Linked DNA regions of Mus musculus: region 2 is linked to region 1. Evidence: chromatin contacts called from public Micro-C data. All regions are on one chromosome and are shown on one strand. Each heading gives the region's core, a stretch centred on a gene start, on an enhancer-like site or on the middle of the called end of the contact. The rest is flanking DNA. Distances are from core to core; before and after follow the strand shown.

Region 1 (3,627 bases), core at 342-2,841:
CAGAGGCACACAACTATCTATCAACTGAGCTGTGACTCCAGGTCCCTCTCCCATCTCAGAGTTAGTGTTGGAAGATAAAGCCAAAAGGGACAGTTGGAGGAGGATAATTGTAATTTTATTGTCTCCATTACTGGGCTTGAGGTTTTTATAACTAACAACAGAAGTTATTTACATTCTGCTCAGCCATATATTTCTCCCCAAGTGAGCCCAGAGCAACCTTTTTTGCTTAAAAAGGGAAAAGGAAAAATATAATGGAAGCTATTAATTTTATGTTGCAAAATAGTATCCTTGCTACAAAGGAGATTAATACATAAGTGAGTGAATGTTACTGATGGAAAATGAAGAGGTTCAACATGGTTTCTTCTGACAAAAAAGTAGCAAGTAATGACACTGTTGGGAAAGGAGTGCAGTGGTACCCCTGGTTGGAGAAGAGCAGAGAATTTTGAATAGTCCTAGAGGCTTGAGATTTGGAATTGACAGGATGTCTGAGGTTAATGGTGTTAAATTTCTCTTGGTGTAAACATGTCCTTTATGGAATGTTTTGCAATTGTGTTTGTGGGTTTGGGAAAGAATGGCTTTTCTAGGGGAGTAATGAATGACAGAAGGCAAGGAAGTTTAGTTTATTGCCATGAGTGTTATTAAAATAATGGCACAGGACCAGTAAGATGGCTCAGTGAGAGCACTTGCCTAGAGCTGATCCTAGCAACCTGAGTTCAATCGCCAGTCTCCAGGACATGCAAGATGAGAGAAGAGAACCAACTCCCTCATGTTGTCCTCTGACCTCCATACATGTGCACACACAGGCACACAGGCACGCACGCACACACACACACACACACACACACACACACACACGAATATAATTTGAGAGAGAGAGAGAGAGAGAGAGAATTGCCCATAGTCTTTTAGATGAACACGAAGATTTGAGAAAAATGTAAAGGGAGTGGGCAAGGTGGATCAGAAATAAAGAATATATATACAAGTGGCTGGAAAGTGTGAGAATTGTGGGCAAGAAACAATGATTGACAAATACAAAATAAATAGTTTTCATATATAAGGAATACAAGAGAAGGGCTGGAGAATTAGTTCAGTGATTAAGACCACTTACTGGAGACCCAAGTTTGGTTTGAAACACCTATAGCTCTGATTACACCCATCTGCAACTCTTGTTTCTGGTGATCCAGTGCCCTCTTCTGGATTCTGCTGGGACCAAAACAGGAAGAAAAAAAGTGTCATTCTCCAGGTGGGGAATCATGTCCAGTCACTGGATGCCTTCTGTACACATTGTGACTCTCCCTTGCCTGAAGTTGGTTGGTTAGCAAACTTAAATTCGTTTTGAAGGAGTTAGGGAAAGGTGGAGTACACTCAGTGCACCCCAGAGGGTGTCCCTGCCCTGTGGCAGCCCTGTCCAGCTCTAGCCCGGCGTTGAGCAAACCCAGGAGCAGAGCGTAAGTGGGCGGGGAGAAGTTTCGGGTACCATGGGCAGGGCCTGCAGCTGCTGAACCGGCCAATGAGCGCTCTCAAGAGGCTGAGCCAAGAAGGAGGCTGAGTGTGCCGCCACCACTGCCTCCCAAGTTTCCTGTAGTGGATACACCGCCCGGCTGCTCCACTCCGCTCCACCCAACATTGAGGGAGACCCGAAGAGGCCGGAGCCGAGGACTTTGGGCTGGGTTTTCTGGACAGAACCAGCAGGCGCCTACTCTGCTCTGGGTGGGGAGAGTGAGGATTCGGTGAACTATGAAGGGCCGGCGGCGGCGGCGCCGAGAGTATTGCAAGTTCACGCTGCTCTTGGCGCTGTACACGCTTTTGCTACTTCTTGTCCCCTCTGTACTGGACAGCCACAGCGAGCAGGACAAGGGCAGGAACTGCCCCGGCCTGCAGCGCAGCTTGGGTGTGTGGAGCCTGGAGGCGGCGGCGGCCGGGGAACGTGAGCAGGGCGCTGAGGTGCGGTCCCTGGCCGAAGGAAACCCGGATCGATCCCCCGGGTCCCCCGGCAACCTCAGCGCCGTCGGTGAGGCGGTGACCCAGGAAAAGCAACACATCTATGTGCATGCCACCTGGCGCACCGGCTCGTCCTTCTTGGGCGAACTCTTCAACCAGCACCCGGACGTTTTCTACTTGTACGAGCCCATGTGGCATCTGTGGCAGGCACTGTATCCGGGCGACGCGGAGAGCCTGCAGGGCGCACTAAGAGACATGCTGCGCTCCCTCTTCCGCTGTGATTTCTCTGTGCTGCGCCTGTACGCGCAGCCTGGGGACCCTGGGGAGCGAGCACCGGACTCGGCCAACCTCACCACGGCCATGCTTTTCCGCTGGCGGACCAACAAGGTCATCTGCTCGCCGCCTCTGTGCCCCGCCGCGCCCCGGGCACGCGCGGACGTGGGACTCGTCGAGGACAAAGCCTGCGAAAGTACCTGCCCGCCCGTTTCGCTCCGCGCCCTGGAGGCCGAGTGCCGCAAGTACCCGGTGGTGGTCATCAAAGACGTGCGGCTACTGGACCTGGGAGTGCTGGTCCCTCTGCTGCGTGACCCAGGCCTCAACCTAAAGGTGGTGCAACTCTTCCGAGACCCTCGGGCCGTGCACAACTCGCGCCTCAAGTCGAGGCAGGGACTGCTGCGCGAAAGCATCCAGGTGCTGCGCACGCGCCAGAGGGGCGACCACTTCCACCGGGTGCTGCTGGCGCATGGAGTGGATGCCCGTCCGGGAGGCCAGGCCCGGGCTCTGCCCTCGGCGCCACGCGCTGATTTCTTCTTAACCAGCGCGCTTGAGGTGATCTGTGAAGCGTGGCTTCGCGACCTGCTATTCACCCGCGGCGCGCCCGCCTGGCTGAGGCGTCGCTACCTGCGGCTGCGTTATGAGGACCTGGTGTGGCAGCCCCAAGCCCAGCTGCGCCGCCTGCTGCGCTTCTCTGGGTTGCGGACACTCGCCGCGCTTGATGCCTTCGCATTCAATATGACGCGGGGCTCGGCCTACGGCGCCGATCGTCCCTTCCACTTGTCTGCGCGGGACGCCCGAGAGGCTGTGCACGCCTGGCGCGAACGTCTGAGCCAAGAGCAGGTGCGCCAAGTGGAAACCGCCTGCGCCCCTGCCATGCGTCTGCTTGCCTACCCTCGAAGTGGGGACGAACGCGACAGGAAGACCGTCAGGGAAGGGGAGACACCACTGGAGACCAAGGCCAATTGGGCTGTGTAATACCCTGATCCCTGAACCCTGCCCCGGGGCGTATTCAGGTAAAGTGACACAGTATAAGGAACAGTATTTGGGGAGGGGGAATCCTGAAACAACCAGCGGGGTTCGGGGAGGGGAGTTGAAGGGTGGTTAGAGGGGTCAATGCTGTCCTGAATCACAAGCTATCAGATCACATCCAAGATCATGTCTTGTTTGATAGATTTGAGGTGCTTCAGTGAGTTCGTTCCTTACCTTCTCAGAGGAGGTCTTGGAAGTGAGAGAAGTTGTGTAAAGGTAGCTGAAGCAGCCTCCAGGTCTGCTCTCCCAGCCCCCTTTATAAGGCATCTAAAGTCCAAAGCCAGTAGAGAAAGTCTAAAGCACCCCAATGCAACTTGAGAAAGGTAACTAACATGGAGTGGAGTATAGGGTTTAGGAAGTCCTTCCAGGCATATGCCTGTT
Region 2 (3,909 bases), core at 777-3,276, 77 kb after region 1:
ATACTACATTCGAAACATCTCATGGTAAACTCTAGAAATTAGAACCATCTTAACTTGACCACAAGCTCATGATGTTCACAATTTGTTATGGGGAAACCTGAAAGTCTAGGTCTACATGATAGAACTTTCTGCAGTGTTCTTTGTCTGAAGTATCCAATTATAGCACCTACTGGCCACATGTGGCCTCTGAGCACTTGGGATGTAGTGAGTGAGAAATTGCATTTTACACCTTAGTTTTTAGCTAATTAAAAATTTAAATAACCATATATGGACAATGAAAGTATATATTTTTAAATCAATCCTGACTTCAGCCAGGTTTTCATATTGTCAACATTTTTTTGTTCTTTTTGATAACTCTTTGTTTTGTCCATGCTAACACCCAGTTCCCTGTTAGGGTTCTGTAGGAACACAACTTCAAATCCACACAATAAGAAAAACTCCCTTGAACTGAATACCTAGACACTGAAGAGACTGCTTCCTTTATCAGTATGTAAAATAACTTCCCAAACTCTCTATAGTGCTTTATGAAGATCGCTCATTTTCTTAGAAAAATGAAAGAAGTGGGAGAATTAGAAAATCTTCGTGCTCTGTTCCCAATGTAACCAGTAGTGAATGACTTCATTGCTGGCTCACCAGCCATTCATATGGTGGTCAAAGATCACTCTTCTGATAACTTTTTCAGTACCTGGGGTCAGTATTGAATGATAGCTAAGTGACTAAATGGAATATCACTAATAAATAGACAGCTTAACGACATGTACCACCTAAAAGGATGCAACAAGAAACATACAATAATACTTTACAGCATTTTTGACAAAATGATTGTTTGCCTCTGGTCATAATGAAACCTCAGAAAAATCCCAATTATAAGACATTTTGTTAATGTTTTATAATGCTGGGATAATAACTATCCCGAATACTTAAAAAACAATGTTATAAGAGACCATGAAAAGGGAGTGAATTGTGGCAAAAGAGTAAACAGTCATGTCAATAAGCAAAATAAAAATTGTTGGATCCTGTGTGTGTAAAATTCATGTCACTTTTCTTAGGTGCAATTACGCAGGAGATTGAACTCCAGGAGCATTTAGGAGTAGACTCAGGACACCTGACTCTTACTGGAATAAAAAAGTGGCAAATTCTAGTGAACTGCTGAGTGCAAGTTAGTACCAGGGTAGTCACAGCTCCAGCCTTTCCTTTTGGGAGAAAAACTTAAATCACAGTTAAGGATATTTAATTATACCTTTGGTACAGATGTTTCAAAAGCATACCAGCCTAATTTTCTATCTGTAATTAATTGATTAATACTGATAATTTATAAATTCATTTTATCTCAGGGTCTGAAAAGTACAAATTGTAAAGATTCATGACATGGGGTACTAGAATTGGTAAGCACAGGCAATGGACAAATATTTTCTTCTTGATAATTTCAGAAATATTTTTGCTGAAACTGTTTTCTCCTAAAAGTAATGGGCACAGAGAAAGTCTTGAGTTGCCTCAGACAGTTAATGAAGTGCTAAGCAATGCAGCTATATTTAGATCCAGTTGTGCCACTCCATGGTGACTTGAAAGCTCTAGAAACATTCCTACTCAATATCTGCTTTCCTTCCCTATATCAAGCTTCTGTGTGGAAGGTCCAGTCTTCACTGGAGCCCCTCACTATCTACCACATGTCTGAGATGCATAGAGTCTGACTGTGCAGTGCCTGGCTTCTCCCAGTCTGACTCACGGGCTGTTACGGAGGTGCCAACTACTAATATAAGGTACTAAGGCAGTAAAATTCAAGAAGGGAAATAAATACCTGCTTTTCAGCTTACCATGGTTTTATAAATTACTCCTACAAGACAGACGGGGACCATGACACAATGGTTATTCTGTATTTCCCACCCCACCCCACCCCCATTTGAGGCTGTTTATTTTAGAGTGATTTAATAATGACTTTTCTGGCATTTGGAAGGGCCCTTGGACCAGTGCTGAAGAATGACACACAGCATGCTGGGATTCCTAAAAAGGCCTCCACCCTTGGGGCAGAGCCCATAACCAAACTGGTCTCTGTGAATAAGAGTAAAGCAACGGACCAGGACACTTGCAATGGTGCTAAACAGCAAGAAAGAACAGGCACGGGCATTTGATTGCAGATTCAGAGCTCCGTAAGACTTAGCTTTTTCAAATTGCTGGTTTTGGCAACTGTTTAAAATGTATTTATCTCCTGACTTGTTACATCTGGGATGTTACAGAAACCCTGGAGCTTTATTATATTCCATTTCAGTATTCCGAGACATTTAGGGGGAGCGCCCACACTGCAGCCGACACAGTAGTCTTTTCCTCCAGAATGAACTGGATTATCCTTGGGCCATTAAAAGTGAGACAAATGTGGAAATTCTATGCCAAATAATAGCAGGAAGAAGTCAGATGGATGTGTTTTCTTTGTAATAAATACCCCAAAGTTAATAACTTTCATTCTAGAACAATAGCTTGTCTACTGTAGCTAATGAATAAAATGGCATAAAATCTCAGAAAAATTCTATCTTAACCAATACTTTTTTAGGAAATTCTATATATTAAATTCAGGGCCTCAAGCACATTAAGCATGCATTTTACCAGTGATACAAATTTCTAGAAACCAGTAATTTTAAAACATGAATAATCAAAGTTCTGGTTAATTTGAAGAATATGAGACATGACTCTTCATATAAATCTTGAGCATCAGATTATAATCTGAATTATCTGTGTCCCAAGTAATACTGGTCCCCCAAAAAATTCTTCCTTGAAGGCAGGACACTTCAATAGAAAGAGTCTACTAGTAACTCTACTAGTAAATGTGTATGTGTGTGTGAATGCATGCACACACATGCACAAGCATTCATATATGCACACTATAACAGTAATAAGTATGAATCCAATGAGATATTTCAACACTTTCATGAATTTTATGCATGCCATTACAGAATATATCTGGGCTATATTACAAGACCCATACCCCACTTATACATATTGGATTCTTCACCCTGTCTTTAGTGAGCAGAGTATTTGCACAAGTTCTGAGTTCAAGCCAATTTTGTAATGAATGGATCTACAAATCAGACCAGGAAGAAAGCATACCACCTGGAGATCCAGAAAGGCAAGAACAAACACTGGAGGTTTTTATTTTGCTCCTACATCACCACCTTTAAACACAATGGTATCATACACAGTTGGATGTAGGCCAAGAAACAAACTGTGTTAATGAAAACTTCATCATCCTTTTGTTTATTTAAAAAATGTTAATGTCATCTAAACCATTGTGAGAAAGTATAGATACACAAATACATAATTAAAAATATATAACACTGAGGCACAGCCAGTAAAGACATGAACCTAGCATAACTGTCCTCTGAGAGGCTCCAATCATAAGCCAATGGAAATAGATGCAGAGACCCACAGCCAAACATTAGATGCAGCTTGAGGAGTCTTGTGGACAAGTTGGGGGAAGGATTAAGGGACCCAAACAGGACAGGACTCTACAGGAAGACCAACAAAGTCAACTAAGCTGGACTCTTAGGAGCTCCCAAAAACTGAATCACCTACCAAAGAGCTAGCATGGGCTGGATCTATGCCTTCATGCACATATGTGGCAGATGTGCAGCTTGATTTTCATGCAGATCCTCCAACAGCTGGACTGGAAGCTGTCCCTGACCCTGTTGCCTGCCTATGAATCCAGTTCCCCTAACTGGACAACCTTGTCTTGCCTCAAAGGGAGAGAATGAGCCTAGTCCTGCAGTAACTTGATGATCTGGGGGGGGGGGGGCTATGACACCCAGGGGGAATGTCCCCTTCTCAAAGGAAAAGGGAAGGGAGATATACGTATCACAACACTAGCATTTAATTAAGATCATATAGCTATGCTCTAGTCGAGGCTGAAATATTAAAGTC

The links. A called contact is a pair of places that touch in the nucleus more often than the background predicts.
Region 2: a contact with region 1 is called in a Micro-C map of embryonic fibroblasts, with 5 times the contacts expected there. The contact joins the enhancer-like site here to the promoter of Chst7 in region 1. A contact is called at or near these places in 4 of 39 promoter capture datasets (embryonic stem cells, liver, pre-B cells and 1 more), 14 of 484 Hi-C or Micro-C datasets (B cells, the CH12 cell line, bone marrow-derived macrophages and 8 more), 2 of 115 datasets of contacts at active chromatin or transcription factors (embryonic stem cells and stem cell-derived neural progenitor cells) and 2 of 9 other capture datasets (adipose tissue and liver).

What each region holds. Positions count from the first base shown.
Region 1 is chrX:20,057,979-20,061,605 of GRCm38.p6, forward strand. Chst7 (carbohydrate (N-acetylglucosamino) sulfotransferase 7) reads left to right here and starts at 1,592. Exons shown (of 2, transcript NM_021715.1): 1 at 1,592-3,230. The coding sequence starts at 1,738. The coding sequence ends at 3,192.
Region 2 is chrX:20,134,620-20,138,528 of GRCm38.p6, forward strand. The region is part of intron 13 of Slc9a7 (solute carrier family 9 (sodium/hydrogen exchanger), member 7); the gene reads right to left. Among named protein-coding and RNA genes, the nearest start is that of Chst7, 77 kb to the left of the region's middle. Within about 2 kb of position 2,027, at least 6 of the 459 cell types and tissues checked have an H3K27ac peak or open chromatin away from gene starts, as enhancers often do. A contact at or near this core is called in embryonic fibroblasts, where this site is marked.